2 separate regions of the Arabidopsis thaliana genome follow, and region 1 is linked to region 2. A link is a contact called in public capture Hi-C data. All regions are on one chromosome and are shown on one strand. The core of a region is the stretch at or near the end of the contact, and the rest is flanking DNA. Distances in the headings are between cores, read along the strand shown. Region 1 holds the start of AT1G51310 (tRNA (5-methylaminomethyl-2-thiouridylate)-methyltransferase). Region 2 holds the start of PLT2 (Integrase-type DNA-binding superfamily protein).

The links. Capture Hi-C pulls out chosen DNA fragments and counts their contacts.
Region 1: a capture Hi-C map of shoot shows a contact between it and region 2, with 2.4 times the contacts expected there. A contact is called at or near these places in 3 of 3 other capture datasets (root, seedling and shoot).

The regions. Positions count from the first base shown.
Region 1 is chr1:19,018,659-19,025,097 of TAIR10.1, forward strand. It overlaps AT1G51310 (tRNA (5-methylaminomethyl-2-thiouridylate)-methyltransferase), which reads right to left and starts at 3,150. Exons shown (of 10, transcript NM_104009.3): 1 at 2,724-3,150; 2 at 2,570-2,644; 3 at 2,406-2,459; 4 at 2,251-2,329; 5 at 1,999-2,126; 6 at 1,748-1,831; 7 at 1,528-1,611; 8 at 1,292-1,443; 9 at 931-1,081; 10 at 283-859. The coding sequence starts at 3,077. The coding sequence ends at 527.
Region 2 is chr1:18,973,263-18,979,074 of TAIR10.1, forward strand. It overlaps PLT2 (Integrase-type DNA-binding superfamily protein), which reads left to right and starts at 3,914. Exons shown (of 9, transcript NM_103997.4): 1 at 3,914-4,087; 2 at 4,205-4,393; 3 at 4,646-5,093; 4 at 5,182-5,264; 5 at 5,418-5,426; 6 at 5,533-5,621; 7 at 5,719-5,792. The coding sequence starts at 4,255.

The DNA.
Region 1 (6,439 bases), core at 1,900-4,399, 45 kb after region 2:
GCATTAATGTATGGATCAAGGCAGTTTTCAAGTAATTCATATATTTTACAAGGTTATTTCAGAGGATATGAAGACACTGAAGGGAACAATAACAGACCATGGTTTTGGAAGAAAGCTTTAACGTCTGTTCCAACAAATTATGGTTTGTCTCTTTCATCTGTTCTCGGTATAGTCAGAACAGAACTTGTTTCTTAAGAACAAGAAACCTTCTAAACGAGCAGAGAGCTAATGAGGATTTGTTGTTCCTCTTTAGTGACAGAAGCGAAATTGATGAAAACCAAGCTGATGACAGTGAAACTCAATCACTTGGACCTGAGATTACTTGGAACCAGTGCTACACTTTACCAAGGCACGTTTTTGTATACATATGGTTGAACCATTCAGTTACAAAAAGAATTAAGACAATGCGTAGCCTCTGTCTGTATAACACTACACCTTATGATACAGCATTTCATCAAATGCTGAAGCTTAAAGCCTCTCAGCTAAAGCCTCGGACCTACAGAGTTTGTGAGAGCACTGGCTTCTCTTATGCGTTGACTAGTTTTTGCTCTGCACTGGCTTCTCCTGTATCAGCCTCAACAGATGACATAGTAGGCATTGTCATGATTTTGACAGGTTTCCCGAGTTTGGTTTTATCTTCCAATGCTGCGAGTTGAAGGGCTTTTGCACAGACCGGGAAACACTGATCATCCCATGACTCCAGAATTACGCCTGAACCAATGCAAGTGGTTCCCTCGTAAAACGCTGCAAACTGTCCAGCAGCTAGACCTTGATCGTCTTCGTCTAGGTGCACAACTGCAACATCTCCGTCTCCTTCCATTTCAAAACTGCAGCTGTAGAAGCCAGGCCCATGTCGGACCTATAAAAGCCGCTCTCAACTTATCAGTGCCAAGTAAACTATCATGTGTAGAAAGTAATCATATTGTTTACCTTGCAACGGAGCTCTCTAACTTTGCCTGAAGGTTTCCCACTATTCCATCTTAAGGAGCCGACACGGAAAATCCGCCTTCTCTTGTCGATTGAGTAATAATTTCTGGAGACAAACACTACATTGTTCTTGGTGTCCTTTTCAACAACATACCTGTACATGGATAAAGGGATATCACAACCAAAATTAAAGATCCAAAAGAATTTATACTTGGCGTTCAGCCAAATTGTCTTCTCAACACTAATGAAGTGTTCATATATTAAGAACCAGAAGCTGCTTATAATTGTCATATGAGCCAATTGCTGGTATCTCAACCAACGACAAAAATAGCTAAGAATCTCATACATCTTTTAAGAAACATACCAGGGGCCACCGGGTAAACGCAAGCCTTGGCGTTGTCCAATTGTGTAAAACCAAAATCCCCGGTGGTTACCAAGAAAATCCCCAGATTCGGCTTCCAATATAATTCCTTCCATCTCCCCTATGTGTCTACAGACAAAGTCGCTGAACTTTATCTATTACAGAAAACCATGTTCTTATGTTTCAGACTTGCACTAGACAAACAGCCATTAATCAGAAGAGCAAACTAAAAAACATACCTTCCCAAGGAAACAAATTCCTTGCGAATCCTTTCTATCTTTATTTGGCAAATCGAATTGTGTGGCTAGTTTGCGAACTTCGTCCTGTACACCAGAAAAAAAGTATGACAACCACCACGAAGAAATCAAAATGTTTTCGTTATTAATTTTCTTTCGGAATCGAGCAGAGGTATGGGAATAAAAGCTCTCCCAACCAAGTGGGACAAACTTCCTCGAGTACCTTTTTTACACAACCAAGTGGGAAAAGCAGTCGCTTAAGCTGGGTTTGAGAGAGATGTGAGAGGAAGTAGGTCTGATCCTTCACCTAAACAATAGAAAAATACAGACTATAAATGGTAGAGGTACTGAAATTAAAAGAAATGCACCTACGAAGCATTATAGCCAAAAACAATAGGTACAATGCAAACATTAAACATGCTGATCAGAAATAACCGGCAGATTAAGTCAAGAGTATTTTACTGGAGTAAGTACCATGTCTTGTGATAGTTCCAAAACAGATGATGCATCATTTTGGTCAGCAGGAGGATGGACCACTTTAGCATAATGACCTGAACCTACATAGTCATACTCCATATCACTGATTGCATCCATGAATGCACCTGAATATATAAGGTCAAACTATCGCTGATTAGTCAAATTAGCATATACACTTCAACTGAAAGCAGAAGTCTTTCTTCATTGGCGAAAACCCTTGATCACAAACTATTGCACTTAAGAGCTTACCAAACTTAATTCTAGTATTACATAGAACATCCGGATTAGGTGTACGTCCACATCGATACTCCTCAATAATGTAGGAAACCTGATATATAGTAAGAAACCCAATCAGAAACCCAATTACTAGCATTCTAAAAAGAAGCAACGAAGAAAGAACTTACAACTCTTTCCCAATATTCATCTGTTAAATGCACAACCTCCAAAGGAACATCAACCTGTAAAAATGGCACCACTAGAAACAGTAAACATCGTCCCTTCATTGTAAAAGTATACAAAGCATGAAGCTTTTGAAACAGGAATCGAAATGGTTTATCAAGAACAGTACCTGCTCACAAACATGTTTTGCATATTTCAAATCATCTTCCCAAGGGCACTGATTCCAGAAATTCTCAAAGCCTTCCTACACAACATTGAAACAATCACAAACCCATATGTCTATGGTTCCAACAAGCAATTACGAAGAAGAAGAAGAAGCACACCTGAAACCAGATTTTGAGATAGAAAGCGGTACATGAGTGACCAGCGGCGTGGAGGAGACGGAGAGCGACACTGCTATCGACGCCGCCACTGAGGAGTACGGCGACACGAAGAGGCTTCTCAGGCATGGAACATGAGAGGTATTGGTCGACGATAAAGGCATGGCGGCTATAGTTACGGTTCGAGGATATGAGAGGCGTGATTGGGTTAGAAGATTGTGGAGACGGCAATTGAGAGGAAGAGGAGGAGGAGAAGAATGAGGGGAAAACGCGGAAGGAAATTGAGATAGAGGAAAGAGGAAGGCGAAATAGCGGTGGTGAGGGAGAGAGGAAGGGTTTGGCGACGGCGGAGAACATCGGAATTCGCCGGCGATTGAACCTTCGGGTAAAACCGGAGGGTTTATCTTATCTGCACTGTTTTGCTTTATAAGACAAAAACCTCGAAATGACATTTTTATGTTATCATTTGGTTCGGTTAACCAAAATGAACCGAGCCGCTTGCTTCGGTTACCAGACGATGCCACCAAAATTAGCCGAATAGTTCTGTTTGCTTGGGTTGGCTTTCGGTTTATTTTGGTTAATAAAGTACCGAATTCGGTGGTGGTTTGTGCCAATCGGTTTGAACAAAAACTGCATGCTTAATGTTAATTTGCTCCATAGAATCAATGAATTAGTATTTCCCTCAAATGGTAACTATTCTGTTATAGACTTATACTAAACATTGAGAAAATTACATTTTAACCTTCAAAATATTATTAGGTAGCACTTTAAATTTTGAAAATTTTTCACTAACATTATAAACCACCAAAAAATAATTTACGAATAATTTAAACCTTCAAATTAGCTTTTCTGTTTGCACCGTCATAAATATGACGGAGTAATCCATTTTTGTTTGTTTATTATAAATTTGTTTAATCTAATGTTGAGTGGCATATATGGAGAATGAAGTTTGGAATATGAACTTGCAAATCAAAACAAATATATTAAATTAAAATTAAGAAATCAAAGAACAAACTGTTAAATAGTATAAGCATTTGCTGCGTATAATCCGAAGCAAACAAATTTTTAAATTTATCAGGCTCATTTTTATTGACGGCATACAGCGTGACAGTCTCATGAATACTTGCATCAATAACACCCAAGTGGTTGTTTTTAACAAATCATCCTAAACACATTATATAGTGCCTTGTAAGCATCTGGTTGAATAACTACCACGAGCCAAAGTTTATTCATGGTTCTAACTCTGTAAGTGATTTAATTTTCAATCACTTATCAATTTTAAGTTTTAAAAAGATTTGAATATTCACTTTATACTCTATTTATCCGAAGCAAACAATAAATGAAATTAAAAACTTTTGTGGCACATGAACACTAATCTACAATCAAAACGCGAAATGGTAACAGAAGAACCGGCAAAATTGAATCAAATCGTGAAGAAATCAATATTCATTCTAATCAAGAATCTAAAAGTCGAAAAGTTTACCTTTGATCCAAATTAAACAACAGAGGTTCAGTAGAGATTGGGAGATAGAGAGAGACAACAAAGATCAAAGAAATCAAAGTGTAAGTTGAATACAAATCTGGTTTATCATTGTTTATCTCTCTGGCATATATTTCAATGAAATATGGAATAAGAACCTGCAAATACAAATAAAGTGTAAAATTAAAAGTCAAGAAGACTAAGAACAAATCGTAAAATAGAAAATTGGATGCAATTAGAAAATTTCGAATCCATAATTTGTATATTGAAAGATTTTGATATAGAAGTAGTGATTGCTATTAGAAGAAAGATGCTATTGATTAACTCCAAAATCTGAATATGTAAGAAATTTTTTAAAAAACATCTGATTAGAGAAGGAGGAAATATAAATTTGAAAGGAAGAAATTTGAAAGCTTTTTGTATAAGGCCATGTCGTTGTTCCATCGAGATCGTGGGAGAATAGGGGGTTGCAGTTTTATCCAAAAAATAGAAGCCTTTCTCGTAAAAAATTTTATATTAAAACATTAAAATAATTTTCATCATCTAGACATTAAGACCTTTTTATATTAGGCCACATGAGCTGCGAAATATGATGGAAAAATGAGCTATGTGACCAAGGCATACGAAATTGTTGTTGATCATATAACAATTGTGTCATTTGCTATTGCCCATGGATCAAAACCTGGTAAAGTCATTAATTCTTTCAAAAGCTGTATGATTTTCTCTCGCAAGATGATTCACTAACATAAGTTATGTATAAGTGAAGAAAGTAGTGGTATGTTTTCCAACGTCTATTCCAACGTCCAGTTCGTTATGGAATGGAATATTTAGAAGCCAAACAAGGTGTTTTCAGTGGGTAAGTCAAATAGAAGATTATTTATCGCATTCTCATTTTCAATATAGATTTTGTCTTTCAATAGAATCTGACACTGTTTTTCAATATAGACTTGTAAAATTTGTTGTTCGGGTGATGGGCGATGTCCTCACACAGCTGAAGGAACATGAAGAACATATCACCCAAATTTTAAGAATCGATGAATTAGGCTTCCGCAACACCAAGGTGAGTACTGAATTTTAAATTCTGATAGAGGAAAAAAAACGGGTTCTTTTATTTGAAACTTACGTAATGCTTTCCTTCCTTTTTTTATATCTGACACTTGGGTTTCTATTTGTTAATGAAGCAATATGTGCTCAACTTTAACGACTCTAAGAAGCCTGATTCACACATATCCACAGCTCTGATCGAGATACTGAAGGTATGTTACTCTTGTATATTGTTTTCTGAAGCTATGGTACTCTATAATATTTATAATATTTAAAATTCTTCTAAAGTTAAAATATTTATAATATTTGAAACTTCATAAAAGTCTTAATATTATAAATATTTTCAACTTTTTATGAAGTGTATTCTTTAGAAGTTTTAATTATATTAGCTAAAGCCTTATGGACACTTTAGCAATAACAAATGAGTACGATCAAAGCTTTTGTTCACTAAAGGGTTTAGACAGTTTATTGTAAATTCGGTAGGTTTTATATGATGCACTAGTTTGCTCGTTTCATATATATGTGGTTTATCCTGGTAGCTAGTGATTTTACCAGCTTAAATAACTAATGTAGTGCATTGTGCAATTTATGGGTAGTAGAACTGTTATACTCTTCAATTTATGGCATCTACTTTATCTCTTTTAATGCATGCTTCAATAACACCCAATAAATAAATGAATTTGAAAAAACAAATGGTGGAAGCTATTTGACAAAAACAAATTATCTTAAGATGCATGCTTCGCTTAAGATGAAGTACGTAGAAGTAAAATTCGAGTTTATTATGATGAACTAGCTGATAGTTAAGTTGTAGCAAAATTTTATGGGTAAGATGTAAAAAAAAATTCTTTCTAAATACTAAATTGAATATAGAAAAAGTGTTTGAATTACTATTTCAAATTCAAATATCATCAATAAGATTGTATATAGAATTACAATGTATATAACATAGAATACATAAGACTCAAATTTTGTTCAAAACCAAAATTATTACATTAAATATCGAAAAATGTGTAGCTTACCATTTTACTATTCAAAATCAAATTCTGTCAAAAAAATTTACATTTATATCTAACACCCGCATATTTAGAATGGTCTTATCTAGTATAGTATATACAATATTTTACTATATTTTGATTTCTACATTATATTTAAATCATAATTCATAAATTGTAATATCTTTGCTCAACAAAATGTT
Region 2 (5,812 bases), core at 2,664-5,163:
CACATCCTTTGATGTGTGCATTTAAGATGCATGCATACGTCGAATATAGTGTATGTATAATTACTACTATCCGTAGAATTGGTTCAAAGTATCTTACCAGGTGTAAGATTTGAAATAGAAAATTAATTAGTCTTATATACTTCCCAAAAAAAGTTACTCCAACGTAACTGATTAAAAAAATATTGTTTTAGCCCTACCAGATCTGTTTTATACAGTATATATATACTACAATATTCTGATTTTACTAGATCTATATATAGTATGCCCAAATACTATATATAATTCTCTCTTGTTTCTTAATGATACGGCCAAAACTCTTCTTTACCAATTTCAGTTTCTTCTATATGCAATTTTCTTTTGTCAATTCTGTTCATTTTTATAAAATGCATGCAAAGCCAAACCTAACTCAGAACATAAATTGACAATATTTTTGATCGAATAAATAGACACGTGACGGTGGAGATATTACAAGAACAAGACACCAAAATCTGAAACGTTGCCAATAAAAAAAAAAGTAATGACCGGTGATATCCGGTGGCTAAAGACAACAAATTGCACCTCTCTTTACCCTTCTCGACACACATTTCAACTCCTTAGAGCAACATGAATGGTGGTCTATCTTATGAGTCCCTAAAAACCAAAATAATAATAATATTTTAATGTTGTTATTATATTTTAGTTTTTTAATAGAGTTTGACTACTAAAAGAACTACACGTGTATATTTAGGGTTGAGACTGTCCTTTAAATAAGGTTTTTTGGATCTCTTCTCTCCTCTGTCCTTCTCTTTTTAATTATTTTTTTTTTATTTTTATTATAAGGGATTCATAAGAGAGACCACCATTACTGCTGGTCTTAGATTCTTCCGGATTTCTGTAAGTTTTTTAATCTTTTGTTTATTTTTAGACCAGAACCTGAAGAACTATTTCTATATACTGAATAACTCGCTTTAATCTATTGTAATAATTCTATAATTTTTAGGTATACATTTCAATGGATCAGTTACTCTTTTACCTAATCACTCTATTTATTTATTTCTGTCATAACACCTTTTTCAGTTTTGTTTTTTACTTTCTTCTTCTTTTGTCTGATTCCTACTATGGCCTTTCATCCTTTTTTTTTTTTTGGTTGTGGATCTGAATGAAAGTTGTTCTTTTTGGTTTGGTGAGTACTTTTACAAAAAATGACATCTGTGAAAACAGAACTGAAGACTTTCAAGAAAGTAAAGTGAACATAGACACTTTACTATATTCGGATATGTGTTGCATATAATCGCAGTTGTAAATTGTAATTTGTCGAGAATAATTATCAATGTAGACAGTAATTTGCTAGATCTTATTATGCTAAACATGCATGCAATTTGGCTTGTTACCTTTTCTTAGTCAAACTCACTGTTTCTTTAATCTTATATTTAGGAAAAAGTCATTAATTTGGCGGGAAATTGTTGTAAAATGGCAACAGGTGATTCCTTTTTTTTGTCCTTTGTTTTACTTAAAATCTTCAAAAATATTATGAATCATATGATCACTATTTCCTTACATATTTAATCATATGATCAGTTGATCGCTGTTAGACACCATATCGTTATTTGATTATTATTCTTTAGATTCTAGGAGCATTAATTATTTCAGAGGCAGCAGTCTGAACTCTGAGTAAGTTCAGTTTGAGGAAAGCAAAAAAGGAAATTTATTTTGAATAGAATTTTTTTAATATAGACATTTTTTATACACATATATAAGAAGCAATATAGAAGGAAGATGTATAAACTTTGAAGCGGGCCTATTGCTATATAAATATATTTTGGGTGAGCCCTAACCCTCTTTTGTTTTTTTTCTGGCAATGGAAATTAAATGTTTAATGTTAAAATGATATCATGTTTCCTCAACTCATTGATCTCTCCTCACTAATTTTTGCTAGGAATATATCTATATATTATATATATAATCATCACTGTCCATAGTAATTAAAAAAACATTTCTTCAAAAATAATGTGATATTCGAACATGTGTTGTAACTTTATCCATGTATTGTGGTTTTATTTGTTTGCATTTATATCATAGTAAATCTTTGAAATTATGATTTGCATGTTTTAAGCAAGACGTGATAGGTACTTTGTTTTGAAATTAAATAATATATTTTTTTTTTCTTGAAAGGTTTAGAGTTTTGTCTTACTGTTGGGATAGTAACTTACTAACTTATGCCTGATAGTAACTTATTCTCATTTTGAATTATATAAGAGGTTGAAAATGTTGAATGACTATTCATCTCAGTTTTTACCATTTGAAATGATCTGAATGATGTTTAACTTTTTTTTTGCAGATGAATGAGCTGAATGATGTTTAACTTTTTTTTTTTCAACTAAAAAAATTTCAATCATTCAACTATATTTCATCCATTTGAAGCAATAGTATAATATAGTTATCTACGTGAGATTTGTTTGTTCTTCAGTTAAAAATGTGGATTATTGGATATCTATATAATGATATTACGGATATCTATAAAGGTAATAATTCATCTTATAGAGTAGAATATTAAACCAAAATTATAAATTGAGAACCAAAACGAATGCCATAAATTCTATAATGTAAATGGGAACTTGAGTTTTTTTTTTCTTGTTGAAGAGGATGTATAGTGTGGTTAGTGTTAAATATTGACCGATTCTCTGTTACGGTGAATGTACAAAAAATTAGCTATACAGTATTTATTATGTACATATACATTAATATGAACGGTGTTATGGATGACACAAAGGCATGCGACTAAACAAAGACCTGGCTCCTAGCACAATACGAGCTTCTAGTGTGCCTAGGACATAAGTAATTGTATCTTTTAACTCTTAAATATTGTTTTATTTTTATTTATTCAAATCACTTAACAATACTATCTCACTTTGACGGGTGCGAAATCCAATTAATCGGTCAACAGATTTTAACTCGGGAAAGCCAAAACAAAATCCCACCCCAATTTTTCTCCATTTACTAATTTTCTTTTTACAGGAGAAAAATATTTATTAATAGGATGTTATTCCTTTTTTCTTCCGTCTCACTTATATTCAAATTATTTTGAACGAAGAGTGACTTTTACTCTTACCAAATGTGCTTTGTTGATATTTAATTAATTACGTCTGTTCATATAATATTGCATGTCCGTACACACATGCAATGAACTCGGGGATCTACAAATAAACTATAATTTAAGAGGATCGATCCAATTGTTGTTTTATGTATATTATCTTCATATCTTGGACTCTCTCAATGAGATTGCATGTATGTGAACACGTAGACGTATACGAATACGTAGCCGTGAGCGTACACATGTATATGGATATGTATGTACATGTGTATGTTAGTATGTAGAGATCAGAGGGAAGAAAATATGGTCAATGGTAAGAGATGATTTGCGGAGTGTGGGAATGCTGGGCTTAGGGGAGTCATTAATCGCATTAAACGAGGGACGTGAGTTCCAATAATCCAAGTGGGTAATTTAGAGAAAGAGGTGATTTTAATTTTTTGTTGGTTTAAACTTTAGAGAGAGAGAGGGAATTAGGGTTTGGACTTTTTCTAGTTGGAAGCGTAGATTTGTCTTATTTACGACACTCGTGTCCCTATTTATTTCAATATCATATACAGATCTGCCAAACAGATATTTTAAAGAAGTGCATTTGTATTCATTTTAGTCACTTTATGTGCCAACATTATTTTAAAGTCCATTCAATGTAGTATTATTTTATTTATAAATGTGGTTGTGCATAAAAATTCTACTTTATTTCTATATATACTTGCATCTTTTTAATGGTTGCTAAATTAATTTACATCAGTCCCTCCTTGATGAGATCATAAAAGGATTATTTAAAAACATTTAAAGCGAGCCATAGGTTTAACTTTAAAAAAACCTGTTTAGCTTCCTAAAAATTATCTTTAAGACTTTAACAGAAATCTTCTTCTCCTTTGTTTCAACCTTCAAGTTACGAGAGAGATATATATATATAGTTTTTACTTTCTAGAGAGAGAACGTAAGGCAAGGATTTTGTTTGCAGCCATACTTGGAGAAAGCAGAACTAGATCTCTTCCTCTTCTCAATCCTTGACAAGTAATACCTCTTCATGATTTCTCTTTACCAAACTTGCGTTTCTCAAATCTCTTGACTTATATATCTTGTGATACGTCTCTAATCATTTTTTTTTTCTTCCAATTCCTATCATTTCAGATCAAATTATATACCTCACTGGTTTAAGCTTTGATTCCAAGAAAAGGGAAATGAATTCTAACAACTGGCTCGCGTTCCCTCTATCACCAACTCACTCTTCTTTGCCGCCTCACATTCACTCTTCACAAAATTCTCATTTCAATCTAGGTTTGGTCAACGACAATATCGACAACCCTTTTCAAAACCAAGGTATGTGCACTCACATTTATGTATATGTATGTTCATATTCAAGGCCTTAATGCAATTCTTTTATTAAACATATACTATTTGCTATGTTAAAAGCTTTTAAAAACGAAGGGTTCAAATATTAAGACATGTAAAATCGAAAGCATCATTGCACATGTTTTAAGATTGTTATGTTCATATATTTTCTTGTTTTTTTTACAAATTTTTGTTTGTGTTTTCACCACAAAAATAATTAATTATATTCTTTCTAATTAGGATGGAATATGATCAATCCACATGGTGGAGGCGGCGAAGGTGGAGAGGTTCCAAAAGTGGCTGATTTCTTAGGAGTGAGCAAATCGGGGGATCATCACACCGATCACAACCTCGTACCTTATAACGACATTCATCAAACCAACGCCTCCGACTACTACTTTCAAACCAATAGCTTGTTACCTACAGTCGTCACTTGTGCCTCTAATGCTCCTAATAATTATGAGCTTCAAGAGAGTGCACACAATTTGCAATCTCTCACTCTCTCTATGGGAAGTACTGGAGCTGCCGCTGCAGAAGTCGCCACTGTGAAAGCCTCGCCGGCTGAGACTAGTGCCGATAATAGTAGCAGCACTACCAACACAAGTGGAGGAGCCATCGTTGAGGCTACACCGAGACGGACTTTGGAAACTTTTGGACAACGAACCTCTATCTATCGTGGAGTTACAAGGTGTTTAAGATGTCTCAATTTTTTCGCGTGACAATAATAAAATGCGTATATAAATTTGTTACTTAATTTTTTGGGGTGTTATATATAGACATAGATGGACCGGTAGATATGAAGCTCATCTTTGGGATAATAGCTGTAGAAGAGAAGGACAATCAAGGAAAGGAAGACAAGGTAAGTGTAGTCATTTATTTGATTGATTACTTCATTTTATTTCCTCTTTCGGTCTTGTCTCGATCGAAATCTTAATTTCGGACTAATTATGTTCCTCATCATTCTTATGTTTTCTTGATGTTTGTATCTTGGACTTCTTCGAAATCTCTACAGTCTACTTAGGTGAGTATAAATGATTCTTTCATTTTTCTTTTGTTATTGATTATAATTTGATTTAAAGTAATGTATATACTGAAGAATGGTTTGTTTAATCGGACTATGCACTCAGGTGGGTATGACAAAGAAGAGAAAGCAGCCAGAGCATATGATCTAGCTGCACTTAAATATTGGGGTCCCTCTACTACTACCAACTTTCCGGTAAGTTATTTCAAATTTTCATGAATATTTGTAATTGTAATAATTGTTGATAATATCGTTAGTTCCTCCGTAATTTTTATTTGATTGCGTATTTTAGATAACTAACTACGAGAAGGAAGTAGAGGAGATGAAAAACATGACGAGACAAGAGTTTGTGGCTTCTATAAGAAGGTGATTTTCCTTTTAATCGG